Linked DNA regions of Zea mays: region 1 is linked to region 2. A link is a contact called in public Hi-C data. All regions are on one chromosome and are shown on one strand. Each heading gives the region's core, a stretch centred on a gene start, on an enhancer-like site or on the middle of the called end of the contact. The rest is flanking DNA. Distances are from core to core; before and after follow the strand shown. Region 1 holds the start of LOC100381789 (DNA topoisomerase 2). Region 2 overlaps LOC100194134.

Region 1 (6,663 bases), core at 3,979-6,478, 180 kb before region 2:
CTTTGTAATCCTGAGTCCAACGGCGGATTGGCAATTCAGTGATCCTCAGTGTAGTGTTGTCAAGAACCTCAATGATTCCAGTGACAGTATATGTGGAACCAGCTACCTTTGTATTGACTGTCTTCTCTATAGAGCCCTGTAAATTTGGGCATATAAAGTTTGCTTTAGTACAACCAATAGTTTATATAGTACTCCCTCCATTCTTTTTTATTTGTCGTGGTTTAGTTCAAAAATGAACTAGCGGGCAACAAATATTCGAGAACGGAGGTAGTAGTATTTACAAAACCATGCCTTGGTGCAACTGCAAAAGCCAATTCATAATACTAACCTTAAATCCCCTGTACCATGGGTGCATTGGTACAGTAGACTCTCCATTCAGCAATCGCCTGAGGTTAGCAAGAATGTCTCTTGGATTGTAGTTTGGAATATATGTGCTCCATCCAGTTCCAATTCCTTCACTACCATTGACCAAGACCATAGGAAGGATTGGCATATACCTAAGAAAAAGTGGGCTTGTCATTAGTTACACTATGAATACGTGAATGTGAAAAGCACAGATCATGCAAGCGCTAGCATTACCAGGTGGGTTCAATTGACTGCCCATCCTCATTCAGATAATTAAGAAGAATATCATCATCCTTCGGAAAAATTGAACGTGTGATATGAGACAGCTTGGTGAAGATGTACCTAGGACTCGCAGCATCCTTGCCCCCCTGGGATGGTATATAAGAATGTAAAACACACATGACAATACGTGTTATGTCATAACAATCATCTCGTAAGCACAAGCTTTTGCACTGTTATCTCACCTGAGCTCTGGTGCCAAACTGACCACTAGGGTACATAAGGTTGATGTTATTGCTGCCAACAAAGTTCTGAGCCATTCCAATAATTGTACCTGCTAAACTCTGCTCACCATGATGGTATGCTGAGTGTTCTGACACATAACCAGAGAACTGAGCCACCTGTGTTCAATAGAAATAGCAGCAAAAATAAATAAATAAACTCTGGATAATCTATAATGTAAAGAAGGTAAAAAAAGGCGCACCTTAGCTTCCTTAACAAAATTCCTCTTGAATGAGCAAAACAGAATTTTCCTCTGGCCTGGTTTAAGGCCGTCAACCATTGAAGGTATTGATCGCTGCAGGTCTGCCATTGAGAAGAGTATCAGCTCTTTGTTGATGAAATCGCTATACTTGACATGTTTGTCACGTTGGTCAATGTATGTCCCAGGCTGAAAATCAGTTTGCGCCGTTTAGTGTGGATCCAGCATAAAAAAACATGACAAACTGGGAAAAGATGCAAGTGCTAAACCTGAAAATTTGTAAGCCACTGTTTCCTATCAGCAATCCGTTTCTTGCTGAATGCTAATTCAATATGATTGCCATCTTGGTCATCTACCCAGAGAAAATCTTTTTTATGTTCAGTAATATCTTCGAAGTACTTTCGGCCTTCTTTGGCTGTGCTTGTTCCTAACCCCTGTACCAATAATGATCCGTTTAAATGATTGACAACATAATAATGATGACATCCTCAGCAAATGCCCACAGAAGAGTAAACAATAGGAACAAGCGGGGACAAGCAGACCTTGTAGTATTTTATAGTCCATGAACTTGCACTTGCTCCTAAATTATTTCTCCATTCTTCATACTCTGGCAACGTGTAGAATGACTTAGTAGTTTGGCCTCTGGTTGCCTGGACAAATGAGTATGAATTCAAGTATCATCATGGCAGTCAAACACATGTTTTACAAAAATTACAAATCTGTCAGGGAAAAAATGCCTGCGGTGCTCATTACTAAAGGATCAAGAATAAAAGTTAAAAATGCATAAAAATATGCCCAAAGATAAACCCCAACTGTTATATACCTTGATAATTGGAGTAATGAACTCAACCAAGAAAGATGGAACTTTAAGAAGTGATGGCCAGAATGAGTGAATGAAATTGATCAGCAACCCTTTGATGTGGGAACCATCGTGATCCTGAAGTTTGTTTGTCAAAGCATGAGCAGACAAAACTTGAGTTTGATTGGTTGATATAGAATTGGAGCTATATGCCAAACCTGATCTGTCATTATCATGAGATGGCCGTATCTCAAACCTTTGGTGCTATCATACTGCTTTCCATGCTGCAAACCAAGGATTTGCTTTATGTTCTGAATTTCAGCGTTGTCCATTATCTGCTTGTGGTTTGCCTCTCTGACATTCAATAGTTTTCCCCTGAGAGGAAATACACCATAGTAATCTCTCCCTACAACAGCTATGCCCGACATCTGCAGAGGGGGGAGTGAGTGTCTCATGATTTCAGTTCGATATTTGAGGTATACACTGTTATATAGAAACTATGCATTACTCACAGCAAGAGCTTTTGCAGAGTCACCCTCAGTCAGAATCAAGGTGCACTTGTGAGAGTCCTTCCCACCAGCTTCATTTGCATCCTCAAGCTTAGGGATGCCAGAAATTCTTGACTTCTTGCTTCCATCAGTCTTCTTTAATTCTTTGCTAAGTTTGAAATCAGCCCAAGAGAGGACATTATCGATTACACTAGATTTCTCAACTGCAATCATTCAAAGTGAGTGTTAGCATTAATTGAGAAGCAAAAATCTGATGACAAACTGTAATGTTCTGCATGGCATACCTTTCTTGAGGAAATCACTAGAAAGCTCACACTTTGACCCAAAGCTTCCCTGACGAGTGGTCAAGGTCTCCTTGGTCTGTGAATCAAAGGCCGGATTGTCAATCAGCGCATTGACAAAGACCCACAAATGGCTCTTCACATTGTGTAGCTTCATGTTTGCATTCTTGTTTTTCTTATTCACAAAAGCCATCACATGGGTGGCAATTTGATTGGTGACATAATCAACATGAGTTCCACCCCTTATGGTGGCAATTCTGTTGACAAAGCTGACCTGCAATAGCAGAACAAGTTTTTATGATGCAAGTGTAACCACAAAACAACAAGCAGCTCTCACATAACAAGTAACCCAATATATTACCTGCTGAAACTGCCCTTCGCTTTGACTAACACACACTTCCCACCGATCATTTACTTGCTCATAAATCCTGAAAGAATAAACCAAGTGTGAATGATCAGATACAGCCCAAAAAAGTTTTGTTTGTCGACATCACCAAAACTTCATGTATGTACAAAGCTAATACAGACTTTTTGAAATTATCAGGTCTGTCACAGTTAGCACTCTTCATATACAGGTCGACATAATCACAGAAGCTCTTTATGGGCACCCTGTGCCCATCCAACTCAACCTTCACTGTTTTGCCAAGAGTGCCTGCCATATCAACCACTCTCTTCCTCATGAGGGCTACAACATCATCTTCGAGATGGATCATGTTGAACTTGGCAAGATCAGGCTTGAAGGTGACCCTGGTCCAGTTCTCGCCCTGCTTGCACTTGGTAATCTGGGGCTCTGACTTCTTCCCCATGTTTTCAGAGAAAACCTGCATTTGAATTCAAGAAGGAACTTCACACTCGGTACCATGGTGGCATGGTTATTAAAGCGATAAATCGTTGAAGCACTCATGAGTATTTTTTGACTTTAAAACGTTTAAGCGAGCTTTAAAACGTCTTTTTAAACAACATGGACAAAATATCAATGTAACATAAGTTCACATAATAATATCAAGGGAAATACCAACCTCCCATAATAACAAGTTCTAAGATGACACGTCCATAATCACAAGCACACAATCAACTAAAACCACAAGTTCTAAAATGGCATGTGACAACCACAAGCACACAATCAACTAAAATGGCATGCCCACAACAACAATGACAGAAGTGTCACTCTCAATCCCCCTTCCATTTATGATTTCTCAGTAATCATCATCCAAATCATCAATATCAGTAACCATCATCTCAATCTCCCTTTCTTGCTGCGGCGGATGACAGGCACAAGGGCGCAGAGGCGACAGGCGGGTGTTTATACGCCTAAAGCTAGTGCTTTACGCTTTTTGTGAAACGTTTTAGTGCTTCAGGCACTTAGCAGCGTTTTGACGCTTAAAAGACGCTTAAGCGACTTTTTAATAACCACGCTCAGTATCTTGAAATTTGACCTGCCCCCATAACATGTGTAGGCTGAATCAGTTCATATTGACAATGCCACTCAACAAGTAACGAATTGTGTCATGCTGATCCAAAACATTACTAGCCAATGCCAGAACAATTAAATATGAAATTTCGTCACAACTTTGGCATATAACACAAAACAACAAGAGTTCAGTACTAAATTGAAAAGGAGTCTTATTCTTAGGTATCATTAGGACAAAATTTATGAACTCATTCACTTCTAAACCTTAAGCAAATCAAAAGAGAAGCTGTACTGAACTGCTGAAAAAAATTGTGCACTCGAATGCTTTATCCACCAGATTTTAAACTGATAACAGAAGGCACTTACTTCTAATAATCATATCAACTATAGAATCTCGAGTACAAAAACAAGTAGCTAATATGTTTTGCCAGATCTACTCCATTTCGAAACAAATCCACAGCGGAAATATGGCAAATCAAAAGGGCAAGATACAGCCAAAACATGTCACCTGCTTGTACTTCTTTTGGCGACGTCCATCAGCGGTCTCGATGACGAACTCCGTGGAGAAGATGTTAGTGAGTTTGGCGCCGTATCCGTTCCTCCCGCCGGTTGTCTTCTTCTCGTTGTCGTTGTAGTTGCTACTGGTGAGGAGGTGGCCGAAAATCATCTCTGGCACGTAGACGCCCTCCTCCTGGTGGACCTCGACGGGTATCCCGTCGCCGTTGTTGTATACGGAGATGGAGCAGCCGTCGACGTCGATCTCGACGCGGAGCGCGTCCATCTTGGGATCCCGCTGCTTGTTGTCGGCGGCGTTGACGAGGATCTCGTCGAAGATCTTGTAGAGTCCAGGGACGTAGGTGACGGAGCGGTTCACCATGGCGCCGTCCTCGTAGACCCAGAGCGTCTGGGTATGCTTCTCCACCGAGCCAATGTAGGTGTCAGGGCGCAGCAGGATGTGCTCCAGCTGCGTCTTCTTCTGGTACATTTCCTCGATGGTCTTGCCCCCGCCGCCGGCGGCGGCGTTGTGGCCGGAGCTGGAGTGTAAGGGACCCGTCATGGCGGCGATGCGCTGCACACGGAGGTCGTGTGCCTGCGCAGCTGCGGTAGGGTTGAGGGGTGCGTGAGGCGTTGGGGTCTTGGGGATTGGGGATCTGGGGCTAGAAAGCAATGGGGGTTGAGGGGTGTTTATCGAAGCCGAAGGGCAACGGTGCTGTCCTTCTGGGATTCGAAATTTGAATTTGGGGTGCGTGAGGCGGGAGGCGGCGGACTAGGGGACGGATGGTGGGACCAGTGGATGAGGGATCGCGCGGTGGAATTTTTTAACTTAGGGTTGATTTGATGATCCGGGATCACAAAGGATTAAGGGAAAAATTAGTTTATTTCCCATTCAATTACCTTCAATCCATATGTAATCACTTTGTCACCAAATCAAACTTTAACGGTTATGTGCCTCTTAATTTATAAGACTCCTATTAAAAATCTAAAAGTGCGTCCACAATCCATCGCTCCCAAGCTCCACCACCACGCACCCATCCGCTGCGTCCCTCCCCTCGCAGCAAATTTCTCATCTCAGAACGTGACTAAAAGGCATTAATTATTGTGAATAATGACTACATTATTCATATTAATTAATCGATGTTTGCTACACAAAGGAAGAGAAGAGAGCAAATGAAGTAAAATCCTACTTTAGTCCCTTTTAATAACCCTTTGTGACTAATGAACTAAGGCTGTCCGCAGCGCATGCCGCGCCCTTCCCCCTCCCCTTGCACTGTGTACATTTAGGGTAACGAGATGGGTGCAGCGGCCACCCCTAAACCTTCCCCTACAAGCAACAGTGGTAGCGCTGGGAGCAGTGCTCCGCTAGATGTGGAGGGCTGTGGCAAGCCCTCTAAACACTGTGCTTATACTGTTGAATTAATTGTTAGTAGAATAAAAATTGATAATAAATGAAAAATAGGTGTAGTAAATGATATTTTATAGTTGTAGTGGGGTATAGGGGAAGTATTTAGAGGGAACCGCTGCGGGAGATTGAAAAGCAGGGGATGGAATATTGATGATGTGACACAAAAAAGTGATATAGGGGGAAAATTTTAGGGGAAACCGCTGCAGATAGCCTAAAATTTAGTTATCCCACTTTAGTTATCATGCTTGCTTTTTTAGTGACTAAAATTAAACCAAAGATATACATGTGCAAGGCTGGTCATAAACAAAAACTTTGAATTGGAGTGGAGTTTCAAATACTCCAAAAATATCATGGTATTTAAAACATAGTTTTTTCAATGTAGACAAACACCACTCGGCAAAAAATATTATGGTATTCTTTGGTACCATGGTTTTATCTCAAAACTCTAAAAGTAATTTGCTTCCAAACACCCCTTAAACTTCACACTTACATGCTATTTGGTTGGGTTTTTTTGTCCGTAATCAGTTTGCATCGTTATCGGATCACATTGTTTCCTGTTTGGTTGCTTTTGACGGTAACAGACCACGCTGTTAACAGATACGACGCAGTACAAATGGGCATACCGCTCGCCTTCATGTGGTATCCGATCTCGTACACAAGTGAGAAGGAAGTTCCCATAAACAAACAATCACGGGCTTCAGTTACATTTTCTCAG
Region 2 (6,611 bases), core at 313-2,812:
GAGGTCTTTAAGACAAAGACAGGTGCATGTGGGCCCGATATCTTGGGAGGTTCTGCCACAGTAGCTCTGATGGCGACCGTTACTGTCCGTTGGCCTCCCTCTACGCGTGTATATATACGAAAGAGGTGAGTCTGTTCCTGGTGACGACAAGACAGTAGGCACGTACAGTCTCAGACGCGTTGCACACAGCCATTCCCGTCCCGCCTTCTGCGATCACAGACAGTGTGGGAGAGCAGGCCTCCGAAATCGTCCTCCGCAGAGAGACACTTGCACGGGTGTCCGTAGAGAGACTGCTCGCTTCGTCCGCTCGACCAGCACTGATCAAGTTCCTCGTCGCCGTCGCCGTTCGTGGAACTGCACTGCGTACATCTGCCTGCGTCGATTGTGTACGACTACATCGAACATACACACAAAATGTCTCGTGTGAATGGAGTCACTAATGCCTTGAGCATCGGTCCCTCCAGAAGGTACAATATGTTCTTTGAATTTGTGTATATTTTATTGTTGTTTACTGCTTATGTGAGTAGTGATACACATATGCACATACATGTCGTCATATACATCACTGTGATTTTCTAGATTAAATTAAAACTGAAAATGGCTATTTCTTCAACATTACGTACCTCACCTTTTTTGTTGCTCTTCCGATTCTTCGATCGAGATGGGTTTAGTTTGCCGTTATCGTTAGATTTTATGTGTTCCGGAATGTAACGTTAAACCAATTTAAGCCTTATTCGGTTATATGGGATGAAATTCCACCATGGATTTAATTCAGGTATAGATTGAGTGAATCCATACCTCACATCCAATCACGTGGTGGGATTTAATCCATGTGTATATCAAAGCTAGTTATTATTTTGATCCATGGATTCTAATGTAAATTTGTGCAATATTTTCATGGATTTGTTCCATACCTAATGAGCTATGGATAAAATCAATGTCTTACATAGTTTTAAAAAATCCTAAACCCTTGGGTTATATTCGATGATGAGTTTAACCAAATAAAAAAAATTAAGTAGACTTAGATTATTTGGGACATGAATTGTGACATGAATTTAATTCCAATTCATGCTAATCCAGAACTGAATTGGTGTAAACGAACAAAGTCTTATGAGACTTTCTTGTGGTACAGAATTAGTTAATCGATGCTTGAAGTGTCATTTCCGTTGTAGCAAAGGTATATCACACGGTGCAAACCTGTTGCCTAATTGGTCTTAGTTAATTGACTGATGGATTCTACGATAGGAGGATAAAAGGACAAGGTGTTTTCAGTATCAAATGCAGACCATACTTGCAATCTTTCTTGCGTTGCAGGCTAAGTGTTTGATCATATTAGCAATCTGCCTTGAATAGAAGAATCTAATGTTGTGCAAACAACAAACCTTGCCGACTAACAGCCTAGTCTTGCTGTATGCCTGAAGTTCGACATTCCCTTCCTTAACAGCAGACTACTGTTCCCTTATTGGTTTTGCTGTATGTCTTCAGTCAGCAGAGCACGAGGGTGAGGACGGACTTGCCAGGGCTGCGGCTCGAGCCTGACAGCAGCGGTGCTAGGTCACGGCCTGCAGTCCCCTCCGCGAGTGCGCCTAACTGCCTAAGCACAACATCCTAGCGCTGCTTGACTGGTGCGACGTGCCGACGTCTCTGGGAGCCGTGGCTCTGTTGTCTGATTGAGCTTTTAGTTGGGCGTCGCCTGCACATTGTGTAGCTAGGCTGTGTTGTCTGATGAAGCTATCTATCCCGGGAAGGCAAAACGGGGGTGAATGAATAAAAAAAAAGGGTCAACCTAGGCATCCTGCTTTGGCTCCTCACCGGCTAATCTTCTCCGTTGCTGGTGCTCAGCGACCTTGTAGTCCACGACCTCACGGAACAGGCCAGGGGTTAGCTCGCAGTCCTTGCTCCCGTAGACAGCCGCCTGGACGCTGGCCATCATCTTGGCTATCTCTCGTCCGGAGAAGCCCTGGGTCTTGGCCGCCGCCTCGCGGATCAGGTCGTCGGTGACGCCCTTCACCACGATCTTCTGGGGCTGGCGGCGGAAGAAACGGAGCCAGCTCTTCTCGCGCTTGTCGCCGGCTCTGATGACGTACTTGTCCAGGTATAGCTTCAGGAGCTTGAACCGCTCGTCTTCCCCGGGCAGGGGGAATTCCAGGACCTCGTCGATACGGTCGGCGACGGCCGAGTCGAGATCGCCAGGCCTGTTGGTGGCAAGCGCAAGGACGATGTCCTTGGACTGGTCGCCTGTGCGGAAGAGGAGAGCGTTCAGGGCACTCCTTTGAGCTTCGCTCATGTAAGTTTTGTTTCGTCTGTAGGGTACCCCAAAAAAAAAACAAAAACGGTCTGAGATGTCAACGCTACAGTTTGCAAGTTATGGGTGAGAAACTGAGCACTACTCGCACAAGAAAAAGTATCTGAAGATTTTGTTTGCACTTACTCGCACAAGAAAGCATCTGCTTCATCTATGAAGAGGAGCAAACCCCTGTTAGATTTCTTCGCCCAGTCAAACAACTGATGGATCTTGGTGACTGCTTGTGATCCTAATGGTGCAACATCTCCACCAGTCATTAGTGCATAATCTAATCCCTGCAAATGGTGGCAACATTTATTGGGGCAGCCGTATTTCAGACGGTTTTATTAATGCTGACATAGATATGGTCTATGAATGAAACATACAGAATTGCGAGCTAGTTCTCGTGCTGCCATGGTTTTCCCTGTGCCAGGAGGCCCATAGAAAAGCATGTTCCTGAAAGGAGCTTGATGAAGTTTCGTATTGGCTGTGGCATTAGCAAGCTGCTTCACTCTCTTCTGGAGAGAAGGATTTAGAATAACATCACCAAACCCATTCCCGTCCTTCCCTAGGTTGCTTCCACTCTTCAATTTGCTAGTCAGGGTACTTGTAGCACGTGATAGGGAACCAGACCAGGGATATTTCCCCCGTGATGACTCCCTTATCAGTGATGGCTGACCAAGAATACGATCAACATAGCCCCAGACTACTCTTGCACCCTCCCTGGGGAAAAATATGTGAATCTACGTAAGGGCATCAAGCAGAAAATAAAATCAGCAAAAAGGTCAGATTTACGTGAATGAATGAGAAATGAAAAAAAAAGGCACTCCAAAACAATCAACACAAAGGTTATGTTCGTTTGTGCAGATTCCTCTTGCATCATTTGAAATATACTCACTGACCTTAAAACAAAATGTGGTAGATATAAGAATCGTCAAAAGGGAAAAAAAGACAAATTTAAAAGAAATATGGCAACACAAAGGTTATGTTCATTTGTGCAAATTCCTCTTGCATCATGTGACTACTAGTATATCGCATAAGATGTAACTCTGGCACCACAATTGGTTTCATATTCATCATTGAGTTCAAATTTTGAGAGGTGGATACACAGCAGCAGTTTAATTCAGTAACTTATGAGCTCCAATGCAGAAGAAACACCAGAATTATGGTGAGTGAACCACACAACTAAAACAAGAAATTGAAACATAGATAACATGAACTTTACCTTGTGGTGTATATCCCTGCAGCAAGTGCTGTTACACCTCCCACTGCTACCACTAGCTTATTTTGATCAGTTAGTATCGTTCGCAAACCACCTGGGGAAAAAGGTAAAGAAGGAATGACGCAAAGGTGTCACAAAGTTTTATATGTCACCACTGATGTTTCATAATATAATAAGCACATAAAGACCCCTAACATCCCTAGGTTGAATACAACATAGGAGTAAACGGTCTGAGTAAAGTGACATTTGCTGGTACCCGTAGTATCCAAATACCAGTTTTAATTGCAAATAATAACTTTAGGTTTTATCAAATACCCAAGCTATTTGACACAAACTATTAGAAATAGTTTAAAAGGACTGCATAAAAAGGTCTAACAAAAAACTATTCACATAGTATGGCATACCTCCGATATGCTCAAAGGTTGTATTTATCACTTGGATCCACTTCTCCCTGTCAGCATTTATCTCCTCCAAAAGCAATCGCCTCTTCACATCTTCAGTTTGCTTTGTTACTAGTATTCTCCCCTCCGCCTCTGCCATGGCTTTCTTTGAAAGGGTCGCCTGCTCTAGATCAGCCCTTTGCCTCTCTGTCTGCCTCCGTTGTTCCTGGATTTGCTCCTCAGTCGCCCGCCTGATCTGCTCTAGCCTAATCCCAGATTCCTCTTGCATCTTCACGAGCTCTTGGTTTCTTAACCTTTGCGCCTCATGTTCAGCCTGCAGTCGCTTCCTCTTTAGCTCATCCTCATACTGAGCTGTCTGCGACTTAAATTTCGCTCGTTGTTGATCAAGTTTTTTTCTCTCTTCAAAATCCACTCGTTTTTGCTCCTGTGAAATGGCTCGTGTTACAAAATAAATTTGAGCACAATGTAATTCATGACTTGACAAAGCAAAAGCTATGTATAACGACTTGCAATTTAAAATGAAGTACTTAATATCACACCGTTTACTATGAGAACGAAACAATTACAATTTATACAAATGTAATAAGAGTATAAAACCCCTCCAGTAAAAAAAAACTATATTCCATGCTTGCTGCAAAACTATTTCATTTTCACCAAATATCTTTACAACTACATATGTCAGACGTATGAAAATGATAAAAGAAAGAAACTTGTCTTAGAAAAACTATGTGATGGAGACTATCTGTTATGGATCAGAATCTGGTGGGTTGATAGGATTTAATACGAGTGGAAGGTTTGGGGTCTAGGGCCAGGACCCCGACGCTTGGGGAGGCCGGGCATAGGGCTTTGCCCACGGCCAGGCAAGAAGAAGGCTTGCTTCTAATCTCTTGCTTACCTTCAATTGATACAGTCCTTCTTATATAGAGAGGGTTACTTGACCTCTAAGCACAAAATATAATCTTATCTCTAATTCTAATTTTATCCCGAACTAGCCTTATCTTTACCTAACCTACCTGAGGGGACCTGACACTACACCCCTTCTAGACAAGCAGGTCGTCCTCGAGCTGCAGCCTAACGATGATTCTGCTATACAGAAACTTAACACATAAAAATAAGTCTTTTACATCTCAGCTTATTTTATTATTCCGAACCTAAATTAGACCGCGACTCTTTATTTTTTCTTTGACCCCTTAAGATAAGGCAAACACCCTCCGCGCATTGGACCTGCATGTGTGCAGCCACCTGGATCCCATGGACGCCATCTAGATGAAAGAGGAGCACGTGGATAGCAACCTGGAATAAGACACAACAATGACCAGCGGAAGCGCCCTCGTGGCGGCCGGTAGCGGCCCTCGCTGATGACAAGGAGAGGAGCGCCTTACCTACCGCCTCTGCTGTAGAGCTGGAGTTCGTCGCCCGCGGGACACGCACTATGCTCGCACTTGGAGACAGCGAGCCAATGTGGTTGCTGATAGTCGTCCGACAGGGCGAGGTCGCGCCGCCGTGTGTCGAGGTCGACCACCACCAAGGTTGCCTCGAGCATCTGCCGACGCACTAGGAAGCCACGCGCCGCAGCCTGCAGCCGCTGACACCTTGCAGGCACTCGCTCGTGCAATCGCCTTCCTCTCCGTGAGAGGCTGCAAGGTTGCTAGGTCGACTGGGTGCCGCCGCCTAAAGATGGGGCGTTGTCCTTGTCGGCGTGCTAGGAGGCAGTGTGTCGTCACCTGTAGCTACGCCATCGATGTCCGAATGCCATCCACACCCCCGTAGAAGACGCCATCGCAGTGCTGCTGTGGCGGCACAGGCTTGGGGGCAGCGAACAACGGGGTCAGTGAAGGAGACATTGCCATCGTGAATTTCGGCGACGTTGTTGATGAGAGGGCATACAATGGAATTGGCGATGGTGATGGTGGCATGGATATGAGGTAAAGGGGCAAATCTGGTGCCGCTGGTACGCGGCATGCCATAAGATATCGGCGGTAGTGGTTGTTGCTGCAGAGGAAGAAGGGTGGCTGCCAATGTTGCCTGCATGGTTGCGACCACAGATCGCTTGAGGTCCTGGACCACAGCGGCTACAGTTTCAAGTGTGAAGGGGTGTAGAAGAGGATGATGGTGTCAGCGTCATGGTGGTGGGTGGCACTATTGCCGTCAGGAAGGCCTGTGGATCGCATAGATCGACGTCAACCTTTATGTGATCCAGAAGGCCCCCCACAAAGAGCTTCGCCTTTTGGGACGCCGAGAGGTTGTGTGCATGACACAGTAACTCATTGAATCTTTCGGCATAATCATGCACCGTAGATGTGAACGGCAGCCGGGCGAGCTTAGACAGCCTGGTCCCGCGTACTGCCGGTCCAAAACGCAAGGTGCAAAGCTCACGGAAGCGCCCTCACCCTGGCATGCCTTCGCCCTGCTAGAGGGTGTAGTACCATGTCTGGACGACACAATGAGGTGGTACGACGCCAGCTAGGTGCGATCCAAGGTCGGCGTACGTTGGTCGCGGAAGTACTGCTCACATTGGCTGTGATCCAATTGAGCGGGTCGACGGTGCCGTCGTAGGTCAAAAAGTCGACCTTGTAGAAGCAGAGAGTTGGTCCCTGTGGGGTCGGCATGGGCTCAGACGACATGGCCACCATGTACGGAGGCCGACCCCCCTGCGGTGCGCTGTATAAACTCCGACCCTCGACGCTGCCGGAGGGGGGGGCGT

What was found. Hi-C and Micro-C count contacts between places; a contact is called where the count stands out from the background.
Region 1: a Hi-C map of endosperm shows a contact between it and region 2, with 2.7 times the contacts expected there. The contact joins the promoter of LOC100381789 here to the enhancer-like site in region 2.

Annotation. Positions count from the first base shown.
Region 1 is chr4:163,719,054-163,725,716 of Zm-B73-REFERENCE-NAM-5.0, reverse strand. LOC100381789 (DNA topoisomerase 2) reads right to left here and starts at 5,228. Exons shown (of 22, transcript NM_001321354.1): 1 at 4,554-5,228; 2 at 3,163-3,455; 3 at 2,996-3,062; 4 at 2,638-2,908; 5 at 2,357-2,556; 6 at 2,063-2,272; 7 at 1,869-1,982; 8 at 1,588-1,695; 9 at 1,315-1,479; 10 at 1,049-1,234; 11 at 810-965; 12 at 580-713; 13 at 329-497; 14 at 1-136. The coding sequence starts at 5,102.
Region 2 is chr4:163,535,707-163,542,317 of Zm-B73-REFERENCE-NAM-5.0, reverse strand. LOC100194134 reads right to left here. Exons shown (of 7, transcript NM_001139186.2): 3 at 3,911-4,331; 4 at 3,510-3,600; 5 at 2,671-3,007; 6 at 2,432-2,580; 7 at 1,290-2,303. The coding sequence ends at 1,787. It also overlaps the pseudogene LOC109946056. Among protein-coding and RNA genes, the nearest start is that of LOC100194134, 5.1 kb to the right of the region's middle. Within about 2 kb of position 1,562, at least 19 of the 20 cell types and tissues checked have an H3K27ac peak or open chromatin away from gene starts, as enhancers often do. A contact at or near this core is called in endosperm, where this site is marked.